3 separate regions of the Zea mays genome follow, and regions 2 and 3 are each linked to region 1. Evidence: chromatin contacts called from public Hi-C data. All regions are on one chromosome and are shown on one strand. Each heading gives the region's core, a stretch centred on a gene start, on an enhancer-like site or on the middle of the called end of the contact. The rest is flanking DNA. Distances are from core to core; before and after follow the strand shown.

Region 1 (4,711 bases), core at 430-2,929:
TTTCTCGCTGCGCCAACGGAAGCAGAAGAACCGGCGAGGTCCACCCTTCGCCTTCTGCACTACGAGACGAAGGCCTATGACGACATCGCCCCGTCCCACATCCTCACTCGGCCTCGAGGCCCACGTGGGATTCGGCCCGTTGTAACAGGCCCCGCACGGAGAAGCGTGTTACGGGCCCAATTTGTAATAGCTTTTCTGTAATGACAGTCTGTAACCCTCCTTTATGGGAATATTCCGGGGATAGTCCAGGTGCCTGAGGGTACATGTGTCCTTACACTGAGACGTTGGGCACTCAGGCACCTATAAATATCCTCGTACAGTGCCCTTGAGAGGCTGGATTAACAGAGCTATTTCCATCTCAAGTTGAAACCCTGTTTACGTTGCTTTCATTCCCCCCGTTGGATCAACTTGCCCAAGAGAGCAAGTTCCAACACTTGGTACTTGTTGATCTTCACTTATGGTCTTCATAATGTCTTCTTTTGAGGTGTTGCTTCCTCAATGCCTTAGTCCAAATCACTTTAGCATCCTGTGAACTACAAACATAAACACTAGCAAACACATTCATCCACAGGTTATGTTGATCATCAAACACCAAAATCACTTATCCAAATGGCTTGAGGTCCATTTTGCTTACACACAGAAAGCTGCAACTTGCTTTCTAATGGCTAGTTTTTCTTTGGACTATATATACCACCCCACCCTGCTGTTTGGGGGTGTGGGAGCTCAAGCAACATACCAAGTGAAGTCAGGCACATCTCCATATCTCCAAACACCTAAGTTCTTAATAGAATCACTCGATGATTAGCGTAGGTGCTTTGTGAAATTCTTAGATTATTTAGACCGCTATTGTGCTTGCTCTAGGTTGTTCCTAGTAGATTGAGTGAGGTTATAAAAACCCATACAAACCCCTCAGCTCTTGCGCGAGTCGTTGTAATTTTATCAAGTGGGGTGAGGGTCTTGTGAAACCACACCAACCGTGATTGTAGTATGACCGCCACCATGTACTGGAGGGAACGAGGCCCATGACATTTTGATCAAAAGTTCGATAGTGAAGATGAAGGGGAGTGTCCGAGAGGAGGCCGAAAGCAGAGCACAGCTTGCACGTGGATAAGGCCTACATGTAATGCCCAAAATTGGTATAAGAGGAAGATAATAGGATAAATAAATAAATATACTTATATGCTAGTGTTTTGGGGATTTCTTGATCTTATTTTCTTTGTGCATATTCAACTAAAGGAATTAAAGTAGTCAAATGACAAATAAATAAATGCATAAATGTGCATTCCATGTTGGATTCTTGTATTTTTGTATTTGTATTCAAATTTATGAGACAAGTTTAAGTTCGAAAAATAGAATTTGAAAATGGAAAGAGAAATAAGAAAAGAGAATGAAATAAAAAATGGAAAATACATTACAATGAAAAATATATATATATATATGTATATAAACAATTATAATTCTTCATGCTAGTACTTTATTTGTGCACTTAATTTGTGAAACTCACCAGCAAATTTGAATTCAAACTACCAAATTTGGAAATTTAGAAAGAGAGACAAAATTGAAATAGAAAAGAAAAAGATAAAGAAAACATGCATTGTGGGCCTAATCCACACCTGCTTGGCCCATCAAACCGGTCCAGCTTCCCTCGCCGGCTGACATGCGGGCCCACGACCAACACCACCACGCGGCCCATCCCTCTACGCTCTCGCGCCAGCAGACACCATGGACCCAATCGCTAGCCTCCCTACCCTCGTATGCGCTGGAGAACCCTGGTCGCGGGCAAATGGGACCATGCTGTTAGGTCATCTTCCCCAACAATTCCCTCATAACAGAACCTCCGCGGCTCCTGCTGACGTACTCATATGCCGATACCGCCGTGGGTGGTTACACCCTCCCTATCCATCGCGTGCTGCCCGTTGCTGGGGAGTTCTACCTTCTCGGACAATAAAACTGAGCTCGAACCTATCCTCCTGGCCATCTCCACGGTCAGGGCATGAGGGAGTTCGTCGTCGACATGATCACGCCACACCATTGTTGAGACCCTCAACGGCAAACTAGGGCGGTCAACGGTGCTCGCCTCTGGTGAGTCGCATCTTCACCAGGCGGGTGGGAGACTGGAGTCCAAGAAGTGCTCACCGGAGCCTAGGAGCCATGGCGCAGCCGCATCATCACGTGGACAAGGGTGCACACGCCGTCATTCTTCGGTGAGAAACCCCTCTGGGCTCCCATTATCATCCACGCATAGTATATACCCGAGTATTGTAGATATCGTCGCGTCGTGGTCTAGGAATTTATCACTGGAGTTCTCCCTCCGCCGCATAATCACACCACGCCATGGTCAGCACCAACACCACTCCGATGGGCGGTATGAACCCTCTCTGCATGTTCGCCATCTTCCCCTCTAAGTTTAGCACCGATCAATTTCAAGGTTGGGCGATTAGGCGTCGGATCGTGTGGCCGGCAGCGAAGCTCCGCCGCGGGTATGCCCTGCGGTGCCACCGTGTTCAGTTGGGGTTGGTGGCGTGGTCGCATCCGTTGATCTAGGGATCGGCGGCTAGGCTCAAACAAGCTATGGGACGTTGGTCTATCAGGGAACGGCCACGATTAGATATGTGAGAACTTTGTCATTTTAAATCAGTGCTGCAGATTGACGAATGGGTGGATCGGATGGTGTCGTTGCGGGGGGAATTTCGGGCCGTGGATCTCGGATCCAAGGGCAGGTATCACATACCGGTTCTGGTTTTACGGGATCTAATGCATGTCGTTGGTTTTAGATCGGGCAGCTGGGAATCAAGGACACCCTTTCAGCCGTGAAACAAATACAAAAGAGCCCTCGGTTTTCTTTTAAATCAACCCGCAGTCTGGGTATGTGGAGAGATCAGTACGGTTAGGTCCAGATTTTTCACGGGTTAAACCCTGAAGATTTAAGGAATAGCGCCCGTAGTCCATCCAGTTCAGAAATAATAAAATAAACATGGAAATTGATTCCCAAGTATAAAAATAATTCTTGAAATCTTAGAAAACTCATAATTTACGTGTTTTAACTTTGTTTTACTCTGTTCTGGTTGCGTTAGCTTCGTAATAAAATTACCTACGCAGTGATGACATTATTTGTACCATAAAACATATCTTTATAAATAGATAGAGGTTAGCCTATTATTAGTAGATTTATCCTTCCAACCAAAGTTAAATTAATCCATGACGATAATTGACTAAAATATGATTTCTAATCAAACTATAATCTAGGTTAAAGTTTAATTAATTATTTGGAGTATATTTTCTCATATGATGTATATTAACCAATTTATAATATAGTTTAATATTTAATCACGTAGATCTTCGGAAAATCGTACCTTTATAATCGTAACTCCGAATTTGGTGGTTCTCGAACTCACGATCTCGTAGCATCGCGTAGATTATTATTATGCGGTTTGTTCTTATGTTGGGTGTGATGTTAATTTTGCCTATACCATGTTTGTTGTATTGCTATGAATAGCAGTGAGTTCACGAGTCACTTGAAGACAAGTTGGTACCTGAAATCTTGAGTCTAAGACAAGTTGTGCCCTTGATCACTTTTCTTTACCCAATAATGTTCCTATTAATCACTATGACATGCTCAGTTTAATCTGATGGGACCAAATAGGTTTCTCTAGACTTGTTTATCCCACACCTTGTTTACCACTGAACTTTTGGGTAGTTTTGCTATTGCTCTACCTGGTTTGGGGATTAATATTACATTATGATCATGTTCCAGTTATACTGTTGTTTAATTATTGTTCATGACAAGATCATTGTGTTAATTGGAACATAGAGCTTAACTTGAGAAACACGTGCTACCATAAGGGTGGAATGGGACGCCCTTGGCTGACTAATTAGGAAAGCTAGTTGAGGACTACCTTACCCGAAAGGGGCAAGGGCAGTAGGGGAGTTGTCGGTATAGGAAGGTTCTCGGGGTGATCATGTTGCGATGGCTTTTCGGACGGGGGATTCCTATATTGCGCTTTCTAGAAACTGTAGTGGGTTTTCTGAAGCTAGTGAAACTTTGTAAAGGCCTCGTAGTGGATCCATATCCATTCACCGCGGAAGTGTCTAAGGGTCTAGCTAACCTTGGCTAGACGGGATACACGACTTGTGGGTAAAGGGCGCAACCTCTACAGAGTGTAAAACTGGTATATCAGCAGTGCTCGCGGTCATGAGCAGCTCAGGACTCTCGCATGATTAATTTATGGAACTAAACTTAATCTGTCATATGCATTGCATCGCGGGTGTTATTATCAATTGTGATCTCTTACTTAATTGAGTTGGTATCTACTTATACTTAGTAACTACTAATAAAATTTTGACCAACTCTAAAGCAATGCTCAGCTTTAACCATCTCCTTTAGTAAGCCTTACACTTCACATGAGCTCCCACTTTTGGTGAGTTCATGCACATTATTCCCCACAATTTGTTGAGCGATGAACGTATGTGAGCTCAACCTTGTTGTACTCACATCCCCCTAGGTCAAAAACAGGTACCACAGGAGGAGGCGCACGAAAGATGTTGTGATGAGTTTGTGAGTGGTATAGGTCGTCGTCTCCCAGTCAACTTTATGGTTGTTGGATCGTTGTCTGCATATGATATAATTATTTAGCTATTTTGTACATCACTTCTATTATATAGTAAAGATGTGACATTCGTTTCTGTACCATGAGTCATCATATGTGTGAGA
Region 2 (4,752 bases), core at 802-3,301, 840 kb before region 1:
TTCCAATTAACATAATGATCTTATCATGAACAATAATCAACAACAATAAAATTGGAACATCAACATAATATAACATTACTTTCCCAAAACCAGGTAGAACAATAGCAAATCTACCCAATAGTTCATCTATTTGCAAGGTGGGGGATAAACAATGCTAGGGAAACCTATTAGGTCCCATCAAATTAACCTGAGCATTTCACATTGATTAACATGAACATTATTGGGTAAAGAAAAGTGATCAAGAGCACAACTTGCCTGAGACTCAAGATTCACAGGTACCAACTTGCTCTTCAAGTGATTCGTAACCTCGCTGCTAATCGTCGCCATACAAACAAACATGGTATAGCAAAAATAACGTCACAGCAAACATAAGAACAAACTGCATAATAACGGTCTACGTATCGTAACGAGATCGTAGGTTCGAGAACCACTAAATTCGGAGCTACGGTTATAAAGTTATAATTTTCCAAATGTTTAAGTGTCCACTATAAAGCAAATAAGGTACAAGATTTTAATCATAGATTTCATGGTAATACAAGGTTACTAGATGATAAAAAATTAATATGGGATTAATGCAACTGGAATGGATCAAAAATGTGTTAAAATGAATTAAATATGAATTAAACAAGTTTCTGGAATTATTTTTATATTCAAAATCCTTTTCTTTATTAATTTCACTCATTTTATTTCACCTTTGGGTTGCGGGCACTATTTACCAGAAGCTCGGGGTTGAATCTACAAATTCCAAGGTGTGGTTGTAATTATTCAACACTGGCTGTGGATGGAGGATTGATTCCACAACATTCCGAGGGTTCTTTTATAAACTAGTCGGTTGTCCGTGCGTTGCGATGGCTTACAACAATAAACTATCCATCAAAAAAATTTCAAGATTTTTTATTGATTGTCTCCGCTCTCTTTATAATATTTTTTTTTGATTTGGCTAACTGATGTTATTGTTTACTCCATACAAATATGTCTTGGTACAACACGGCCAATGAAGTGAGCGATTAGAAGAGAGTTCACAACGATTGACTGAATGAACAGAGCTTATAAAATGACATAATTCCATCATACAGAGAACAAATAAGAGAAAGTTTGTGAGATCAAGTTTATAAAATAAGTCCCATGAAGTCAAACTTATAAAAAAGATAGATCAAAATATGTAATATTTGCTAAAGGCAGACAACAATAAAAACTGGATGCGCTTTATATAAATTACGCTACTTCGTAGCAATTACTAACGTTCAAAACCAACAAATAACCTTTCATTTTGCTGTTAGTGTGACAAATCATTGCTGCTCCATCCAATTCAGCAACCTCAAACACCATGTAGCCCATTGCGCCAATGTGGTATTAGAAACCACCTAATGCTTGCAAGAGCAAAGAACGTCGTGTCGTGCTTGGGCTGTAGCCTCGGCCCGTAATGCTGGCCCGGCCCGACACGATTATTTTTTTATTTTACAAAAAACGTATATACCTATATACAATTTATATTCAATATTAAAAATATCTTAGCGTGATGTTCTACTGGTTAGACAGTTTTACCCAGTGTCTCTCGCCCTTCTTCCATCAGGGATGGGTTCGAACCCCACCTCCTGCACCGTTTTTTAACATTTTACGCTGATTTAATTAAATAGATCGACGGGCTGACCCGACACAGTTAGCAGGCCGATATGACGTGTCTGTGCCATAGTTGTGGCCCGCGTGCATCTAGCCCATGTCGGGCGTCGTTTGTCATCTATAGACGTGCAACAGATTAATTTGAAATAGCTGTGAGGGGTTATTTGTAAAAAATGACGTATGACGACCGTTGAAACTGGTGCTTTAAGTATAGTATAGATTGCGCACAACGAAGGGGTACAGGCGCATCCTGACCGTTGGATTGCGTTAACGGCCAGGATTAGAAAATCCTTCTTCCAACCGGTACATAAGCATAGCCAATGGATCTAGGATCGACGGCTATGATTCAAAATGCCAGAGAGGTAATCCTATACGTTCCACGGGCATCAACAGTCACGACTCACGATCTAAATGGCCCAGGACTCACCCCCGTACGCCCTTGCGGCAGATCGGACGGACCACGTCCATATGCCCGAATCCATCACCTAGGCCCAATCCTGGTCGTTCGAGATTACATCCACGACCATGGTCTTCCACGACCAGACCGCGACGACGCAGGGTCACCACGACGGCACCATCGCCGGAGCACACGGTCCCCGCGCAAATGGCCCCTAGCTCCTAATCCAACCGGCCCAAGCGAAACGGAGACGCCAACTAAGCACTCAATAGGATTCTCACCAACGTTCGGAGTGGAGACGAGTCTGCCCTCGGCGTGAAGGGCTTCGCGGCGGAGAGCACTCAGATGAGGAATTACCATCGATTTAGGCTCTTCCGCGGCAATGAATTATGTAGCGCACCTTCCACGCACCCTGTGTTTCACTTTAGGCTAGGCTCTACGGGTCAAGTCGACTCCCTAGCGGCGGTTCGCATGCGACGGCGCTCTCTGCTTCACCCCCGCCCTGTACCCGGTATATGGTGGCTTCGGTCGCGGCCACATGAGACGAAGAGGAGGAACAGATGACCTGGTTATATAGGCGCGAGGAGGCGAGTCTGGCATGAAACAACAGTGCGAGATTTCCTCGGCGCACAGAGTTTGTTACGCAGTCGCTGGCGCGAGCTCCGATCCGGTGATGACGAAGGGTAGGGACCCGACAGGTGGGCCCCAGCTGTTGGTGAGAAACCCGGCAGTGGCACGCGCAACGGACCCCGGACAGGCGGGGCCCACCTGTCCGCGCGGCACGCCGCCTAGCTGGGCCGAGCAGGCTAGCAGTGGTTGTGGGCCGATTTCAGGAAAAAGGTCCAAGCGCAGGTATGGCTTCCTTTTCCCTTTTTTCCTTTTGTTTTATCTTTTGTATTTTAATTTCCACATTCCAAATTCAAATTCAAATTAGGTTTTGAATTTCAAGCTCCTAGTTAGATGCAACAAACAAAATAATCCCAGCATGATGCAATAATATTTTATTATTTGTTTTGTTATTTTCAGTAATACTAATGCTTAATTCATGAGAGAGAAGAAGATAATTCACTCATATCAATATTTGAAATTCTTTATGTAATTGATTTTCAATTTCTAGTTTTGAGTCCAACATCTAACTTTAACAACTCCAAATATAATATTGTCATTTACTTATTTTCAAGAAATGATTTCTAAGCTAGTAAAATTCCTATTAACGGCATTAATTCAGATTTTTTTAAAAAAATCTTTCTAATAAGTCCAAAGTAAGATTTTGGGTGTTACAGCTAGTATTGGGGGCCTTCTTCCCCTGAAGGTCCTCCAAACACTTAGCCAATAACAATTTTTTTGTCTTCTTTCACATGTTGCATGACTAATGTCGAAGGTAGCCATCAGTTAGAGCTGACAATATACACATTTCTGTAGGAGAAAACTTCGGGTGGATACCATATGCTCATGAATGACGAAGCAAGGAAGTATCACCAGGAACCTTCGGAATTTAGTATGCTAGTCCAAAGAGGGAAAGGACAACTTTGCCCTTGGCATGTAAAATAGGCCAAATGTATAGGCCCAAGGTCACAATTGTAATTTCACCGAAGTTGTACCCCACAACTATAAATAGAGGAATAGTGACATGCATAAATTATGTTTTTCTGGACCTTGAGCATCCGATTGCTCAACCTTCGAAGATACCTTCGAGCTCTAGCTTGTATGAAGCCGAAGGTACATTTGTAATATTTTAATATTTTGCAAGGAAGGAAGTAAATACAAGTGCGCACAACTAGAGGAGTGATATGTTTTGCTCTTCTTGATTTGCATACCATTATCATTACCTTTATTGCAATATCCTTTTATCTTATAGCTTTAATTGATTTTAGTAAAAGACATAATTAGAGGGAGAAGCTTCCAATTTAATAACTTGTGTTGCCTTGTTTTTTATATCCTTTAGAAGATAAAAAACAAGTGACCAACAATAATGACATAGGTAAGGAACATTTACTAATCATATATTATGTGGCTCTTATTTGTTTGTGGCATCCAATGCCATGGGTGCCAACATCAGGCCCAAATCTGTTTTGGTAGTCTCTTTAAGCAAACCAAAAATATGCATGCATATGTCGTACCTCCACTACTTAGATTAAAATAATCGATGACACTCTTCTTTGAAAGATCTACCATGTGATGATTAGAATCTTTTTAGGTGTAACAATTGGAAGGACAAGAAAATGAACTCTTAATGATTCTAAGAGAAACTATCCTATTATATTTTGCATATGGACAAAAAGTATGATAGAAAAATAAAACGACATAAATATCTTCTTTTATTAAAAGTTGATGGACATTGAAGCTCCCTCCGCATTTCAAGGGCCTTTGGCCACCCCTCCTCTCGACACGTGCCCAGATGTACCTTTGTTTCCTGTGGGTGAGAAGGGAAGCACTCGACAATGTTTCTCGTGTCCCATTACCCACCTCACCCTCTTCTTCGCTATACTCAGTGTTGGGGGCTGCCTTGCTGAAGGTCCTCAAAACACTAGTATTTCGGTATAATAAAGTGTGTTTCAGGTGAATGCCAAAGGCTTGACAAAGTTGGCTTTCGGTCGAAGCAACATAAATAGAAGATTCATTTGTACGCAAAAATGGTGGGAGAATGAGAAGAAACAATTAGCTTCGGCATGAGGAAAAGCTTCACGCGCAAGCTGACGAAGGAAAAAGAAGGCCAAGACCTATGTAATAGCAGA
Region 3 (4,607 bases), core at 1,961-4,460, 950 kb after region 1:
AGCACGATATGTTTGGAGTTAGTCCCTCTCTCTCTGTTTTTTTTTTTACTCTCGCCCCGTGGTGGTTTGCGTACGTGCCGGTGATGATTCACGCAATTGGTGAATTCTGGATGAATGTTCTGGTGCACAGGCATGGTGATATGCACTTCCAAAGCGTCCATCTGAGGCACTCGTTAAATTCAAATATCTGTTTGAAGCCTGGATTCCCAATTTGCAGTTTTACCTTCAAGCCTTTTTGCTTTCGGTCTCATATTTACTACTTTGCCTTCAAGCTGCCGAGACTTTGGGGTAGCCTTTGTTATAACTTTGCGGTTGCCTTTCTTTCTTTTTTTTTTTCCTTGTCTCCTGTGAGGAGGAAGACGGGATCCAATGTCATGACAATCCCAAAGTAACTATGAACTCATTTCGGCTGGAACTCTCATTTCCTTTTGTACTTGGAAGATGAGATACTCGGACATCTTATCCTCAAACATTTTACTGCTCTGATTAGTTTACTACTTTAAGCTGAATGTTTGAATTCACGCATTCAATTCAAAAAATAGAGAAAAACTCGTCCATGCAATGAGGCACACCGCAACGTGTCACTTTGTTTTAATCCAGGGATTTCCTTGACGTATTATCGTGCACAATTGTATACATACGTGAATTTCATTCTGAAACAGATTTTCATCCTATCGCCAAAGTCCAAAAGTTACTGATGTAAAGTCCAGCAAATGCATAAACCCGAACGGCCGTCACGAACTATGCAACGTCCAGATACGCACAAGACAGTAGCTACTTGTTTGACCCCCCCCCCCCCCCCCCCCTCCGGGATCAAAACAAATTTCATAGGACCGATATTATCGAACATTACTTGTTACCATCATCATGTGCATCCGAGCTCAGGAGTGGCTGCTGCTATGCTAGCTCGCCACAGTTTCGCTTGAACACGGAACAACCTGGTTGTAGTTGTCATTTGAACATATCAGGTACACATAATACTATTATGATGCCATATCCGAACATTGCGAAAAATGGTGATGGAGAGTGTTCTTTGCAAAATACATACAGCGGCAAAGGATAGTAGATCTAACATGGATGGATATTTTTTTAATATGTACACCATATACACCAAAGTTTTATATACATAAAACAAGATGCAGCAAAACACACCGCCATTCAGTACCTCCTTTTTAGGCAGAGCTAATTCTTATGCTTATTGGGTATGTTAGCATCAGGAAGACAGGAACGGCTTAGGAACTCTGTGATGAGAGACTGTTCCTGGAAACCTGGTCCTAACAACTGATCATCTTCACCTGCATAGCTCACTTTCATCATCTCAGTTAGCACTTGGTAGTAATATATACACAACTTTAGCACATATACTTTCGATTGTTCAAATAAGGGGGTTTCATGGACTCACAACAATTTTTCTCTACAATAAAGTAACTACATGCTTGTATTTATGAACGACTTACGGCTCTTGTACACCAAAGGCCTTGCGGATTTCAGTTATGACCCGACTAGACACATCCGGACCAAACATCCTGGGAAGGTTTGCAGTCAGGTCAACCTCTATCGATTTCGACCTTACAATCCGGTCCCTCTTGAGCAGGCAGTCCCTCTCCGCCTCATCCATCTCTATGGTGGAATCAACACAGTTGTCAAGCCAAGTCTGAAGAGCCTCCTGAATGACCTTTGCTAACTGTCCATGTATTATCTCTTCCAAGGCTTTCTCACCCCCTTGTCCACAGTCAATGCTCACCATTATTGCTGTAGGCGAGCATGCGCTGCGCACGAAGAGTGACGGAGATCTGTATGGACGAGCCTGCGGTAGCTCCTCGATCTTTCTGCGCTGCTCATCCATTCCAGTTTCCTCGTAGTACTTCTGCAGGTAGTCCGGGTGAAACGCGAGGTCTTTCCGTGGAAGCAGGTCCAGAATCACCACCATTGAAGTTGAGCTGCCTTGTATGAGCTCCAGTAGGAAATGTGGTGCGTCCGTCGAGGCGTTCAGGAAAATGAGAATTGAGGTGATGTCAATGGCACCGTTCGGGACTTCACAGTGAAGCGAGGACTGCAGCATGAAATCAATCTGTAGACAAGGAGGAAACGCACATCAGGTCCTGTCATCGTTTCTTTTTACTACATCTTACAGCAGTAGCAAACAGGAAGCATGTTAATGCAAGCTTTCTTCCATCCTCGACGACATTGCTGTTTTCAATGACTGAAATCACATATTAAGATTGAACTATCAGCTCAAGGACAACAACATATATGACAGTGATATTCAGATTGGACTGCGATTACAGTTTAAGTTTTGGAAATCACGGGACGGATCATTGCCAGTTTCTTTATCTGGAACTCGGCAGTCTCACAAGTCACAACAATAATCTAAGGGACTCAAATGGAGAACTGTTAGTAACCTACAATTGACAAGATGCTTTGATAGAGTTGCATTAGCAATATTTCCATCTAAAACTTTGACAATTCACCTTGAATGGATCAGTGGACAACAATTATCCAATTGGCGAGAAGTAGGCGGTCAGCAAGTGCACCAAACCATACTGAACTGAAACACAAGCCATTTTTTGGTATTCAATACAGATGCCATATATGGGGTGATGTGTGTATTTGAGTACTATATACCAAGGAAAAATGGTGGAATGCATGATGTGCCGATTCCGAGTCATACTGGAGATCCCATAACCGTATTACGCACAGAGCAGTATAGTAGTATGCCCTTATCTTTTGGTATGCAACCACACGAAAGCTGTATTATACTAACATGGTACGGTACTACCACAAGAAAAAAAAAAATAGGATCACTATTGAACTGTACCGACGAGCCAGGAGAGCCCCGTTGCACGTCGAGCGAGCCGACGGCGTTCCCGGCGGCGTTGCGAAACTCGACGACGTCGGCAGGCACGGCGGACGGCAGCAGCCGCGCGCCCAAACGCGCCACCGCCTGATCCGCGACCACCCGCGCCACCTCCCTCTGGGCCATCTCGGGCGCGCGCTTTACCGTAGAATCCGGCTCCGCCGAGGCGCGCACGGGGCTCGACGTTTTGCCCCTGAGCGGGGGAGGCCGCGAGCGGGCTAGCCGGAGGGCACTGAGGCGAGGGAGAGGACTGGAGAGGAAAGAGTAACCCGAGATCAACGCGGGCGCTGTAGCGTGGCTGGTCGCCGGCAGCAACCGGAGATATTGCTCCAGCCGGAGCATGGAGGGGAAGCTGATTCCTGTCCCGGCGTCGGATAGGGGGAGTAAGAAGACGACGTTACAGACTACAGTGACGTGAGAACTAGCAGGTAGCAGCTACAAAGAGGAGGCAGCGCTATCGCCAATGCACGCACAAAAAAGAATTTACGTGATTATCGGGGTGGATATCGAGCCACTCGGCTCGGCTCGACCGAGCTCGAGCTGGCTCGTTAAGGAAACGAGCTGGCTCGGCTCGGCTCGTTAAGCAACCGAGCCAGAGAATCAGCTCGGCTCGGCTCGTTTGCGAGCTCGAGCTGGCTCGTTTATCTCGCGAGCCAGAACAAAAAATATTATACATGTATATATACAACAATATAATTAATTGCTAGTTAATTTCATACTAATTTAACACTAGAAAAGACTAACAATACTCATAATTTTATATATCACATCATCTAAACCGTAAACTAACATAGTTCATCACTTATTAATTCATCTAATACAAGTATAGGCTTTGTTTTACAGATAAATGCTAGCTCATTCGAGCTAACGAGCTGGCTCGAGCTCGTGTCGAGCTGGCTCGTTAACGAACCGAGCTGAGATGTTAGCTCAGCTCGTGATAAAATTGAAACGAGCCGAGTCGAGTCGAGCCGAGCTGGCCACGAGTCGAGCGAGCTCACGAGCCACGAGTATTTTGCCCAGCCACGATTATCTATTAACTCTAATAACTTGGAGGATAGTTCGGAAAATCGGAAGGTCCATATTTTTTATTGCGTTTAAAAAGGCAAAATGTGTGAAGGAGTGTCTTGGACCTAATTTGGGCGCCAATTACTAATGACCGAAGCGAGATTGTAGATAAGATGTAAAATAAATAACACTATCTCGGATGCGGTCTTGAACTTTATCTCTATCGCTGATTTATAGTACACCACCTCTATGATGACCACCATCTATTTAAAACCAAACACCAATGAAGCCTAGTCACTTCTCGTGACGAGCAATACTTTGGGTTCGGCTCTGCAACGTGAACAGCGATGACGGTCCATGACAGGTCACTGAAAGTAGCCTAGAGAGGGGGTGAATAGGCTACACCTGAAATTTTTCACTAAAAACTTCGAGATATGTCAAATTAAAGTTGCACTGGTGCAAACCGGTTCAGTTGATTTTGTTTACAACTGAACAAGTTTGAACCTGCTCAACTTAGATTAAATAATCAGTTAAACTAATATGACGAAGTAGTGAAAGATTTTGCTAATGACTTTCCCTACAGAAAATCCACTCAAATAAATGAATATAAAACAACCAACAATTTTAGGCACTTGACAAGAACGCACAAGAACATGCGATTTAACCCGAGGTTCGGCAACCACCACAAAGGTGTCCTACTCCTCGCTGAGGAGCCCACAAAGGGCCGGGTCTTTTCCAACCCTAA

Evidence for each region. A called contact is a pair of places that touch in the nucleus more often than the background predicts.
Region 2: a contact with region 1 is called in a Hi-C map of ear, with 2.6 times the contacts expected there. The contact joins two enhancer-like sites. A contact is called at or near these places in 2 of 25 Hi-C or Micro-C datasets (bundle sheath and ear).
Region 3: a contact with region 1 is called in a Hi-C map of ear, with 2.3 times the contacts expected there. The contact joins the promoter of LOC100272914 here to the enhancer-like site in region 1. A contact is called at or near these places in 2 of 25 Hi-C or Micro-C datasets (ear and tassel).

What each region holds. Positions count from the first base shown.
Region 1 is chr1:143,571,807-143,576,517 of Zm-B73-REFERENCE-NAM-5.0, forward strand. No RefSeq gene overlaps it. Among protein-coding and RNA genes, the nearest start is that of LOC100381809, 16 kb to the right of the region's middle. Within about 2 kb of position 1,680, at least 17 of the 20 cell types and tissues checked have an H3K27ac peak or open chromatin away from gene starts, as enhancers often do. A contact at or near this core is called in bundle sheath, ear and tassel, where this site is marked.
Region 2 is chr1:142,731,435-142,736,186 of Zm-B73-REFERENCE-NAM-5.0, forward strand. No RefSeq gene overlaps it. Among protein-coding and RNA genes, the nearest start is that of LOC100283512, 270 kb to the left of the region's middle. Within about 2 kb of position 2,052, at least 20 of the 20 cell types and tissues checked have an H3K27ac peak or open chromatin away from gene starts, as enhancers often do. A contact at or near this core is called in bundle sheath and ear, where this site is marked.
Region 3 is chr1:144,516,096-144,520,702 of Zm-B73-REFERENCE-NAM-5.0, forward strand. LOC100272914 (Red chlorophyll catabolite reductase chloroplastic) reads right to left here and starts at 3,211. Exons shown (of 2, transcript NM_001147366.1): 1 at 2,819-3,211; 2 at 1,063-2,071. The coding sequence starts at 3,199. The coding sequence ends at 1,454. LOC103639186 (a long non-coding RNA gene) reads left to right here. Exons shown (of 2, transcript XR_559289.2): 1 at 1-17; 2 at 131-521. LOC111590709 (small nucleolar RNA Z188) reads left to right here and starts at 73; the gene lies at 73-172.